Linked DNA regions of Sus scrofa: all the other regions are linked to region 1. The links are chromatin contacts, called in public HiChIP or PLAC-seq maps. All regions are on one chromosome and are shown on one strand. The core of a region is the stretch at or near the end of the contact, and the rest is flanking DNA. Distances in the headings are between cores, read along the strand shown. Region 1 holds the start of ABCF2 (ATP-binding cassette sub-family F member 2). Region 2 holds the start of FASTK (Fas activated serine/threonine kinase). Region 3 holds the start of RHEB (Ras homolog enriched in brain).

Region 1 (3,506 bases), core at 741-3,240:
GGGGAGGGAAAAACTGGAACCAACCATGATGGATCATAAGGCAAAGAATTGCTTCAAGGAGCCTAACAATGATCCCCAGTGAAAGCAGAGGGGAGACCTGAGAATGACCCTAAATTGGAATCTGGAGATTATGCACGCACAGCTCTCACCTGAGCACCTTCTTGTACGGTTTGTTGGGATCCCTGTAATAGGGGACAATCCGGGGTTTGAAGTCTTCATCACTTTGGTCGAGCTGAGTTCTTGAGTCTGGATGCTGGGGCCCTCCTGGTTCCCCCACAGCCTCAACACAGGGGTCTTCTCCCTCCCCCTGGATCCAGGAAACCCGCAAGAGGCTCAGGCTGCACCCCAGCGACAGCCCTAGGATAAGGGGCAGTGCTGGTCGCAGCAGAGCCAGTAGGGAGCTCAGTCGCATGGCGGTGGTTGTTGGGCACCAGGCCGGTAGTGGGCCCACAATTTTAACTAGGGAACCTGGGGTCAATGAGGTCAAGAAGACAACAAGGAGTGTTTGCTTCCAGGCCTAGCATCCCCAGGAAAGGTCTCTTTGTCAAGGTACCGGATGTAACCTTCAGCCCAAATGGTAATAAACATTAGAATCAATTTTATCCACTAAGGGGATTATGGTCTGTCTTCCAATAGAAAGGGGACGAAACAAAACCCAATCCTCACCCCCAAAGAAGGACTACGTATATCTGCAGACTGGATCTCAGTCAGAAGACAGCAGCAACTGATAAAGAGAAGGCTGGGGGGAAAAGCACCGGCTCCATCAAAACAAGAGCCCCCAACTCTGGAGGAACCTAACGCCACAGGCTTTTCCCCAAGAGCGCCTGGCTGGGGGCACGTTTCTCACTCAATTTCCTGAAGGGGCTGCTGGCTGGCTGCTGAAGACTGGCACAGAGATGGGGTCAGGGCCTCTTTCTACTCTACTCCTGAGAGTCAAGGCAACAGCTGGCTAGGAGCGCCCCTCCCCGTCAGGAGCGGTCGGGAGCCACTGGCATGGCGCAGGCAAGTTCTGCCCACCTAACCGAGGTGGATGGACACGGTGACTCAGCACTGAGAGCCTCTCCGAGGAGCACAACCGCTGATAGAGGCGTTTTTCAGGGCGCCCCTGTCTGACTCCCAGCTGCCAAGCGGCTGCTGCTGCCTACCATCCTCTGAGCGGCGATGGGAGGCAAACGACAGTAACTCCGGCTGTGAAAGAAAGATTCCGCGTCTGGTTTTTCCAGGGCCCCAGGCACTCAAACCAAGCTAAACCCAGAGACGAGAAGCGGCTCGCGACGACGCAGGGATCCTGCGAAGGCAAACGGAGGCTCGGCCGGCTTCCGGTGGGGCTGTGCTCAAGCCCGGCGCCCCGTCTACCTCTCAGCACTCAAAGACCAATTCTAGTCCTAGAGAGAAGGCCCAAAGCGAGTTTCAGCCGTGAGGCTCACAACAGAGAGAAATCGGGCTGCGTCACCGAGCTGCCGCGGAGGGGCAGGGGGACTCAGTTTGTTCGGGCAGCGGGCATGGAGATCGCGGCGGGGAGAGGAGGGGGAAACCCTCGTTCTCAGGCCGGTCAGCGGGGGCAAAAGCCCCGCCCGCGCCAGTGGGCGAAGGACAACGAGGGACAGCCCGAGGCCCACGGCGGGGAGGCCCCGGCAGCCGGGCCAGGGGCCGCGGGGAAGGATGACGGGCACCCGGGTGTGGCGGCCGCGGCCAGCCGCGTCGCGGGGAGCGGGGCCGAGGGCGTGGGGCTGGGACCTGCTCTTTCCCTCCGGAGCCGCGCCCCGGACGCCTCTCGCAGGGGGGAAGGGAAGGGGAAACAGACCCCAGTGCCCGGCCGAGGCGCCGGCTCCGCCGCTGCAGCCGCTGCCACCTCACAGCCCGGCCCGCTCCTTCCTCTTCCGCTGCTGTCAGGCCCGGTCTCTATGGTAACCGCATCCGGCGCTCGCTCCGCCGCCGCCCTCTCTATGGTCGCCCCGCCCCCTCGGCGCGCGGCCCCGCCCGGGCTGACGTGGTGGTCCCGCCGGCCGCCCGCGCCCCAGGAGCGGAAGTGCCGCCCGCAGATGCTAGTCCGAGTGAACCCAGCCCGGACCCAAAGGTGACCCAAATCTTCAACCTCCACTGTCTTCTAGAAAAAACCACTCTCCTCCTCGATGAGCGCGCTTCCTCTGCCTTCTTGACGCCTTCTGCCAAAGGGCTTTCGAACCCCATCACCCGCCCAGTTATTTCAGAAATGTTTGTGATTTGCCTGCTAAATCCCAGCTCATCGTCATGAGTGCAGTAGACAAGTGGTAGTCGAGAGGGCCGTGGTTCCTGCCCTCAGAGACCTGAGTGCTGAGGGAGACGGGCGCGAAACACACATTGACAAAAAAAATGTATGTAGGTAGGTAGGTGGGTGGAAGCCACAAACTGTCATTGCAGAAAAGTACAGTCAGTGGGAAAATATGAAGGAAGAATTAGATTGAGAATTTGGGACTGCCGAGATCCAAAGATTTGGTAAGTTTCCCAGACAAAAAGTGAAAAGGAGTTTTCCAGGCAAAGAGCAGAGCCCAGCAGGCCCTGCAAGAGGAAAGAGGTTGGCCCCAAGAATGGAAAAGCTAAGGCGCCCAAGGTCTGGAGAGTGGAGAGGAAACAGCTCAGGGGAAGCTGGAAGGTAGGGGAGGCCTTCAAACAATTCTGGTAGGTTCCCACCCAGGATGGCACAGTCCTATGGGGCAATTTTGTTGTCAGATGGTTGACAAGAGGAGCCAATAACGCTGGGTATCTTGTACATTGCAAGGTAGTATGGCACTAGAAAGGACTGTCTGTCCCACACAGCTTTCAGATGTCCTCCTGAACATTCATGTTAGTGGCCAGGGTGGGGGGGCAGTCACCATCTGATCCTTGAGCCTGTGTTTTTTGTTCTGTTTTGTTTTGTTTTGTTTTGTCTTTGGAGGGCCGCTCCTGCGGCATATGGAAGTTCCCAAGCTGGGGGTCAGGGCTACAGCTGCCAGCCTACTCCACAGCCCAGCAACGCCAGATCCGAGCAGCATCTGCAACCTACCCCACAGCTCACGGCAACGCGGCATCCTGAACCGGCTAAGTGAGGCCAGGGATCAAACCCAAGTCCTCATGGAAAACCGCTGAGCCACAATGGGAATTCCGAGCCTGTGTTTTATATGTCATTTTGAAGTAATTTTGCAGAGTTCTGGTATGTGCTGAGTTGTGAAAGAATGTAGTTATCGTGTAAATTGAAGGAAGATTATACTTTGGTTTGGACCAGGAATGTACTTTTGTTACCATTTTGGAGAACTGTATCATGAACAGCCCTGTCATTTATGCTGTCCTGTCTGCATTTGTACTGTCAGGTTCAAGGTGGTCCTACATTAGGTACAAGCATCTGACTAATGGTTATTTTCTGGCATTCTGAAACAACATCATTTTTTATCGTAAAGGATTTGCTTTTCTTTCTCCTTTCTGTTATTGTTACATTGTAATTTTTGGAAATTTTTATATGAAGTTATGTCATCTATGACCTTTATTTCAAA
Region 2 (3,313 bases), core at 288-2,787, 150 kb after region 1:
CACCCCAGGACTCCCCCCAAGAGCCCCTCGTGCTACGGCTGAAATTCCTCAACGATTCAGAGCAGGTGGCCAGGGCCTGGCCCCACGACACCATTGGCTCCCTGAAAAGGTAAGCTGGGAAGAGGACGGGGTTGAAGTGGTAATGAGTCGGGTGGGAATGGTCACAGCGTGGAAGGGCCACCAGAGATGCTGATGGGAACTGAGGTCCCCAAGCCACTCACACGGTATTGTTCCTCTGAAGCAGGAGAGGCCCCTGCGGAGGGAGCCCTGGGTGGTAGGTGGAGGAGAGAAGTGAGAGAGTTGTTCTGGGCGAGGGGCCAGGATTGCCTGAGACCTGCTCTATTACCCAGGTCCCTCTCTCCTCAGGACCCAGTTTCCCGGACGGGAGCAGCACGTGCGACTCATCTACCAAGGGCAGCTGCTAGGAGACGACACCCAGACCCTGGGCAGCCTTCACCTCCCTCCCAACTGCGTTCTCCACTGCCACGTGTCCACCCGGGTGGGTCCCCCACACCCACCCTGCCCACCGGGGTCAGAGCCAGGCCCCTCCGGGCTGGAGGTAGGCAGCCTCCTGCTGCCCCTGCTCCTGCTGCTGCTGCTGCTGCTCTGGTACTGCCAGATCCAGTACCGGCCCTTCTTTCCCCTGACAGCCACCCTGGGTCTGGCCGGCTTCACCCTACTCCTCAGTCTCCTGGCCTTTGCCATGTACCGCCCGTAGTGCCTCCACGGGCTCTTGGCAGTGTCGCTGGCCCCTCCGGACCTTGCTCCCCACGACACGGTGGGAGCTGCTGTCTGCCCCGGCCGGCCTCTCCCACTTGCCTCTTCCCACTACCCTGGAGCCCAGCCCTGCGCCGCAGAGCGCTCCGGGGGCCGGCGGAGGCCCCTCCCTGTGACCTTCATGGCTCTGGGCCACCTTCTGGGGCTGCTGGCCCTCAGCCCCCACGGACAGTCAGCTCCTCCGGGTCAGACAGCTGCTGTCGCTGCCTCGGCCCTGGGCAGAGCCCGGCCACGCCCCTAGGCCCTTCTTAGTGTTCTGCCTGAAAACCCAGCCACCTCTAGTCCCTGAGAGCATCTTGAGCTGATTTAGGGACCCAAGGACGGGAGCGTGGGTGGGAAGGAGGGGGTTCTCTGGAACATGTGCAGATTAAATAACTGTGAAGTTTTCACTCTTGGTGTGTGCCTGCCTGTGTGGGCCCGTGGGGCAGGGAGCTCCTGCCCACTGGGAGAAAGACGGTAGAACGCGGGATCCGCAGCCGGACGGTCCTAGGTTCCGTGCTGGGCGCTCCCACTTACCAGGCACTTCGCCCTGCCCAACCTGCCCAGGCTGGCTGCCGACTTCCCCTCTGCTTTTCGCTGCATCCTCGGCTCCTCGCCCTTGGGCTCCGCCCCGCTCCTAGTCCCGCCCCCGCCCCGGAGCCGCGCGCGCAGCTTCCCAGAAGCAGGGGGCGGGGCGCGCGGCACCCTGGCGCGCGGGGCCTGACGGGAGCCACGTCTCCGCTGGCGGAGGACCGTGCCGCGATTGGCGTCTGGGCGGCGATCCGGGGGCTGCTGGGAAGATGGCGGACTCGGTGGCCCGCCGATGAGGAGGCCGCGGGGGGAGCCCGGCTCTCGGGCCCCGAGACCGACTGAGGGAGCGATCTGCGCGGGGCCCGGGGAGTCATGTAGGGGTGGCGCCTGAGGGGCGGGCTGCGGGAGGGCGGCGGGAGTTGGCGTTGGTGGCCGTGACTACGGTCTCCTGGCATCCCCTGGCCGGGTGGGTGTGGGGCCCCCTGACACCACCGACTCCGCGCCATAGCAAAGCTGCGCCCTCCGAGGTGGGCGCTGCGTTCTCGTTTCACGGGCGAGGAGGCTTGGGCAGAGAGACGAAGCCACTTGTCCAAGGTCACGCAGCTGGTAAGTGGGAGCGCCCAGCATGGAACCCAGGACCGTCTGGCTGCGGATCCCGCGTTCCACCCTCCGTGCCGCCGCCGCCGCCTCCTACGGGAGGGGGAGGTGGTCGGGAGGGCGTATCGTTGGGGCGAGCTGGGCTCCAGGCTGAGCGCGACCACTAACCAGATGCGTGACCTCGGGCTTAACTTAACCCCTTCGCCTTTCTGGGCCTTGGTTTCTCCACCTGTGAAAGCGAGATGATGCTGGCCCTGCCTGCCTTCTCACAGGAGGATCAGAGGAGAGCATGTATGTGGCGTTGCTTTGTGAATATCCCTACGCCGAGAACACTGAAGGATTCGCTTGCTGTCTCAAAGGGTAGAAGGAGGCAGAGAGGTGCGGGTGGGGTGGAGGACCAGCGTAGCCACAAAGAAGGGCGAACCTGAGTCTGGGTTGCTCCGACCCCAGGCCCCTCTGGATGGGGAGTGTGAGGTGAGGAGCAGAGAGCTGGCCTTTCTCCCCTTTGGAGAATACCTCACCCCCTTTTCTGGGCCACCCCTCAGGGTCTCCATCACCCAACTCCATGCTTCGAGTCCTGCTCTCTGCCCAGGCCTCCAGCGCTCGGCTCTCTGGCCTGCTGCTGCTCCCGCCAGTACAGCCCTACTGTCTGGGGCCCAGCAAGTGGGGGGACCGGCCTCCTGGAGGAGGCTCCCATGTAGGCCCTGTGCAGGGGCTGCAGCGGCTTCTGGAACAGGCAAGGAGCCCTGGGGAGCTGCTGCGCTGGCTGGGCCAGAACCCCACCAAGGTCCACGCCCACCACTACCTTGTGGCACTTCGTCGCCTGGGTCAGCTCTTGGGGTCCCAGCCACGGCCCCCTCCCGTGGAGCAGGCCACACTACAGGACTTGAGTCAGCTCATCATCCGAAACTGCCCCTCCTTTGACATTCACACCATCCACGTGTGTCTGCACCTCGCAGTCTTACTTGGTGAGGAGGGTGTCTGGGGGTGGGTGTTAATGGAGAGGAGAGAACGGTAGAGGACCCAAGATCACTGACAGAACCCACCTTTCAGGCTTTGCCAGGAACGGCACATTCACTGCGGCTTAGCTGGGGTGCCACTCCAGCTCCCTTCTAGTGCAGTGTTCTAGGAAGCCTCTGCCACTTGTCACCATTGGCAAGACATGAGAACTTACTTGCCATCTTTGTATAAGGCCTTACCCTCCGTCTGTTCTGATACCTTAGTTCATGTGGTTTTTTGCATTTCTCCAGCATGTCCACACATGTACATTCTCTATAGCAAACCTTCCAGCCCAGGAAATGGAGGTGAAAGGGTGGGGAATTCACTAGCTAGACTCCAGGACTGGAGCAGAGCAGAGCAACCCCGTTGCCAGGCCTGCCTCCACTGACCCTCTCCCTCTCAGGCTTCCCATCAGATGGGCCCCTGGTGC
Region 3 (3,761 bases), core at 640-3,139, 220 kb before region 1:
TGCAGGAGGGGTATTCAAATCCACAGGATAAAATTCCATTTTAAGACTTGAGTCTTTTTTAAATATTTCAACTAATTATAGAGTGGAATGCAAAAACCCATTAGAATAAAATACAACTTCAAAGAGATGTCTCACTCCCCGCGGGTGGCCTGGGGCTTCAATCTGCAGACGTGAACGTGCGCTCCTCCTCCCCCATGAGTGCCGCAAGTGGATGGTGGAAGGATTCTGCCTTAATGTCGGTTAGTGTCCTAACTCGACGAGGCAACAAGGTGTATTTATGGGGCTGTCACCTCTAAATCTTCCTACCAAGGAATCTGGTCCTGCCGCTCGGAGCTCCGCAGGCGGGGGGAGGGCCCCGATTCCGTGCTTGCTGGGAAAGGCCGTGACCAGAGAGCCGTGATCCTACTCAGCCACGCAGCTCAACACTGTCAACAGCCCGAGGACAGCAAGGGACACTGGTAGGAGTGGAGGGTCTCTGCTCCTTCCACAACCACCAAGGGCAAGGACACCTACCATGACACTGGTCTCCGCGTCTGGAAAGCGCCCACGGCATCCTCGTTTCTCAGGTCTGGCTCACCTTCTTTCTGCATGACCCACGCCTCCCAGGCTGCCGTCCCTTCCTGCACCCCAACATTGGTGCCACGTCAAGGGCCCTTCGCCAACACAACTGAAGAAAGGGGTTGCCAGTAAACCATTTGTGGAAAATACACCAGTCTCCCTTTACCAGAGAGACCAGCCTGTGAACTCAGCCGTCTTAAATCCCCTCTGGAAGGACGTTTCTAGAGAGTTCCCAGCTAAGGGCAGGTGTTTGAGCTCGACTACTGAATTAGCCACGAAGGTGTGGAGAGTTAAAGATGTGTTGACTTGCGCTATTTTTCCCCGTCAGGTGTGTCGGATCTGCTTATCCCAGGGTTGAGACAACTGAGGTGGCGCACACTTTTTTTTAAAAATGCGTATTTTGAATTACTGCGTTCCAGTCTTCCCACAGGCCTTCATCCATAGATGATACTAAGTCACAACCTACACCCTCAAACTTAGACTGACACCAATATAGCAAAGGGCTAAAAAGAAAAAAACTTCACGCAAGGTAACAACCGCAGCGAGCAACCGCCAAGCGACCTGCGCCTCGCGCCTTTTAAGGGCTCTGCGAGCGCGAGTCCATCAACCGCTCAGCGTTCTACCAATCACCTCACCTCTCAATCTTTCCCCGCCCCTTCCCCCGATCTAACCAATCACTAGGAAGCTGGCGTCCCTCCGCCCCTCCCACCCGCCTCCAGACGTTCGAAGCCTGCAAAGCTCACTAACGCCCAAACGCGGGCTGAGCGTCGGAATTTATTTTTAGCTCCCGGGCAAGCAGCCCCGCCTCTGGCTCCGCCTCTTCACCGCCCCCAATGGGAGAAGGAGTTTCCGCCGCGTCATCGCGCGGGCGGGTGGGAACTGTCCAATCAGCGCTCGGGGAAAACTGGCGTAATTAAAAAGCGGCGGAAGCCGGTGGGAGGGTCATGACGCAGCGAGTTTCAGTCGTGACTTTTCTAGGGGCATTTCGGCGTCTCCTGTTTTTCCCTTTAAAGTAAAACGCCTGCCCGGCGCACCCCTGTGCGTCTCGGGGACGGGGGCGGCCGCAGCGGCGGAAGGGCGACGCTGACGCGAGCCGCTGCAGGGGGGCGGCCCCGGCGGCCGCGCGCGGTCACGTGGGCGTGTTTGGGGGCGGGGCCGCGCGGCGGTTCCGGGCGGTTGAGCGCGCGAGCCAGGAGCCAAGGCAGCCGCGCCCGCCCGCCCCGCCCCTGGATGCCGCTCTGCCCCGGCGCGGCAGCCGCCGATCGCAGCACAGGAGCCGCCGCCGCCGCCGCGGTTGATGTGGTTGGCCCGGGGCTTGTGAGGCCGCCAAGATGCCGCAGTCCAAGTCCCGGAAGATCGCGATCCTGGGCTACCGGTCTGTGGGTGAGTGGCGGGCGCCGCGCGGCCTCCTCGAGCCAGGGCCCGGCCTCGCCTGGGGGCCGGGACGCGGCGGGCCGGGCCAAGTTTGGGGCCGGCGCGGCCATGTGGCGGCCGCGCGTTTCGTAACCAGCGGTCCGCCGCCGCCACCTCCATTTTGAGCGGAGGCGGCGGCGAGGCCGGGCCCGTGGGGCGGCGGGCGGCCCGGGAGCGGGGAGGACGTGTCTGGGAGGCCTCGGGCGGACGGGGAGTTCCGGCGGTCCCGCGCCGGGCACGCGGTGCGGGGTCTACCGCTCTGCCAAACTGCCGCGAGGCCCCCCAAAGGCAGAAGTCGCACCTGTCCCTCTTCACCTCGCCGCGGCGAGCTGTCGTGATCGTTGCTGGCCTTTGCACCCCCCAAATTCAAGTCCGTGGGGTTTTAACAAAGGAAACTGTGCCTTGGGGTTTTTTTCCTATGCGTGAAGTTCAACGTTTTAAAGGAAACTGGGGACCTAGAGGACGTTTGGCTACAGAGGGCAAGTTTCCTACGAAAGAAACCCAAGAGCCCTCTTCGGAAGCCTCCTGGATGCTGCCAGCGGCCGAAGTAGAAAAGCAGGGAAAGAGAAATTTCTGCTTTCTCGGTGTCCTATTTTTCTACGGGAAAAAATAAGGTCAGGTACTTGTAACCAGGCTGGTGAAGTGATTCAAAAGTTACCCCCCCACCCCGCCGCCGCCGCCACTGAACAAGATTGACATATATCTGTAACTGTTCCTGACAGTAGCTTTTTAGCCTAACGGAGGTGGTCTGGGGTGGGATGGGGGTAGACCGGGTGCCAGAAAACGAGAAAACAGCCGTTGACCTAACCATGCTTTAGGGTGAGGCTTTATTGTCTTTGACAACCGGAAGCCTGGAGAAATTACGATTATCTTTTCGTGTTGTTTTTAAGAACTGTTTAAGGGAAATGTGCACTTGACCGCGGGGTGGGGGGGCGGCTGCCGGGTGAAAGCGGGTGTTTGGAGTCTGTGGTGATTGCAGAAGGAGGTAACGGTAACTGCCCTAGGAACGCTTTTCACCGCCAACTCCCCGACCTCGCTTTCTGTTCTGCTTCTTCACCCCCATTTTCCACGGCCGGTGCCAGGGTCTATGCTCTTTGACCAACATCAGCTACAGCGTGCTTACTCATCCTTTTATCATCCCTCTCCGGTCAAAGGGGTGGGGGTGGGGGGAATCAGGGGCTGAGAGGTGCTTGTGTAGTGAGAAGGGGCGCCCAGAGTCATAGGGGTAACTCTGGTACGGTGCAGTGCCAGATGTGTGGAGAAGAGTAGGTGGCAGCCGTAACAGCTGCAGCTGGGAAGTACCGTGTATCAAATTGAGGCTTTCAAAGTCTACACAGCCCCAAGTGCCCATGTGGAACCTGGCATCCAACCTCTGTTGGCAGCTTAAATCACCTAGCCCTGGCTTGTCCGTGGTCTTTAGTTCCTCCCCTGGCTTGTGAAGAGAGGGGGGACCGTGACATATCCTGGCTCTTGAGTGAGTTCTAGCTAATCAGATACATAGCGCCCACTAATTAAAGGTAGCAGTTACAGGTGACTTGAACCCGAATAATCAAGTTACAGGTGATAAGTACCTGGGCTCCCTGATTTCAGCGGAAGAGAGATTCTTGGTGGTGGTTCTGTTCTTCAGTGAATAAGCCTCGCATTTGCTCTCACTGTTTTGCTAAAGAAGTTCCTCGTATCCAACTAAAACCTGTTCTTTTTGTATCTTCCTTCTAGCCGTCATCCTCTTAGAGACCCAGATGAGACAGGTCACCCCTTTGTCTTCTCTTTTCAACTGCTGTTAGTTAAAG

The links. HiChIP or PLAC-seq counts read pairs in DNA pulled down with a chosen protein or histone mark.
Region 2: an H3K27ac HiChIP or PLAC-seq map of alveolar macrophages shows a contact between it and region 1. The contact joins the promoter of FASTK here to the promoter of ABCF2 in region 1. A contact is called at or near these places in 2 of 5 promoter capture datasets (fetal liver and liver), 1 of 47 Hi-C or Micro-C datasets (heart right ventricle) and 1 of 2 datasets of contacts at active chromatin or transcription factors (alveolar macrophages).
Region 3: a contact with region 1 is called in an H3K27ac HiChIP or PLAC-seq map of alveolar macrophages. The contact joins the promoter of RHEB here to the promoter of ABCF2 in region 1. A contact is called at or near these places in 1 of 5 promoter capture datasets (liver) and 1 of 2 datasets of contacts at active chromatin or transcription factors (alveolar macrophages).

Annotation. Positions count from the first base shown.
Region 1 is chr18:5,993,028-5,996,533 of Sscrofa11.1, forward strand. ABCF2 (ATP-binding cassette sub-family F member 2) reads left to right here and starts at 1,991. Exons shown (of 16, transcript XM_021079257.1): 1 at 1,991-2,475.
Region 2 is chr18:6,143,730-6,147,042 of Sscrofa11.1, forward strand. It overlaps FASTK (Fas activated serine/threonine kinase), which reads left to right and starts at 1,538. Exons shown (of 10, transcript NM_001143707.2): 1 at 1,538-1,661; 2 at 2,430-2,852; 3 at 3,287-3,313. The coding sequence starts at 1,580. It overlaps AGAP3 (arf-GAP with GTPase, ANK repeat and PH domain-containing protein 3), which reads right to left and starts at 1,386. Exons shown (of 18, transcript XM_021078868.1): 1 at 1,294-1,386. It overlaps TMUB1 (transmembrane and ubiquitin like domain containing 1), which reads left to right. Exons shown (of 3, transcript NM_001244336.1): 2 at 1-109; 3 at 367-1,166. The coding sequence ends at 718.
Region 3 is chr18:5,777,550-5,781,310 of Sscrofa11.1, forward strand. It overlaps RHEB (Ras homolog enriched in brain), which reads left to right and starts at 1,890. Exons shown (of 8, transcript NM_001287846.1): 1 at 1,890-1,941. The coding sequence starts at 1,890. It overlaps LOC102162623 (a long non-coding RNA gene), which reads right to left and starts at 1,571. Exons shown (of 3, transcript XR_002340246.1): 1 at 514-1,571.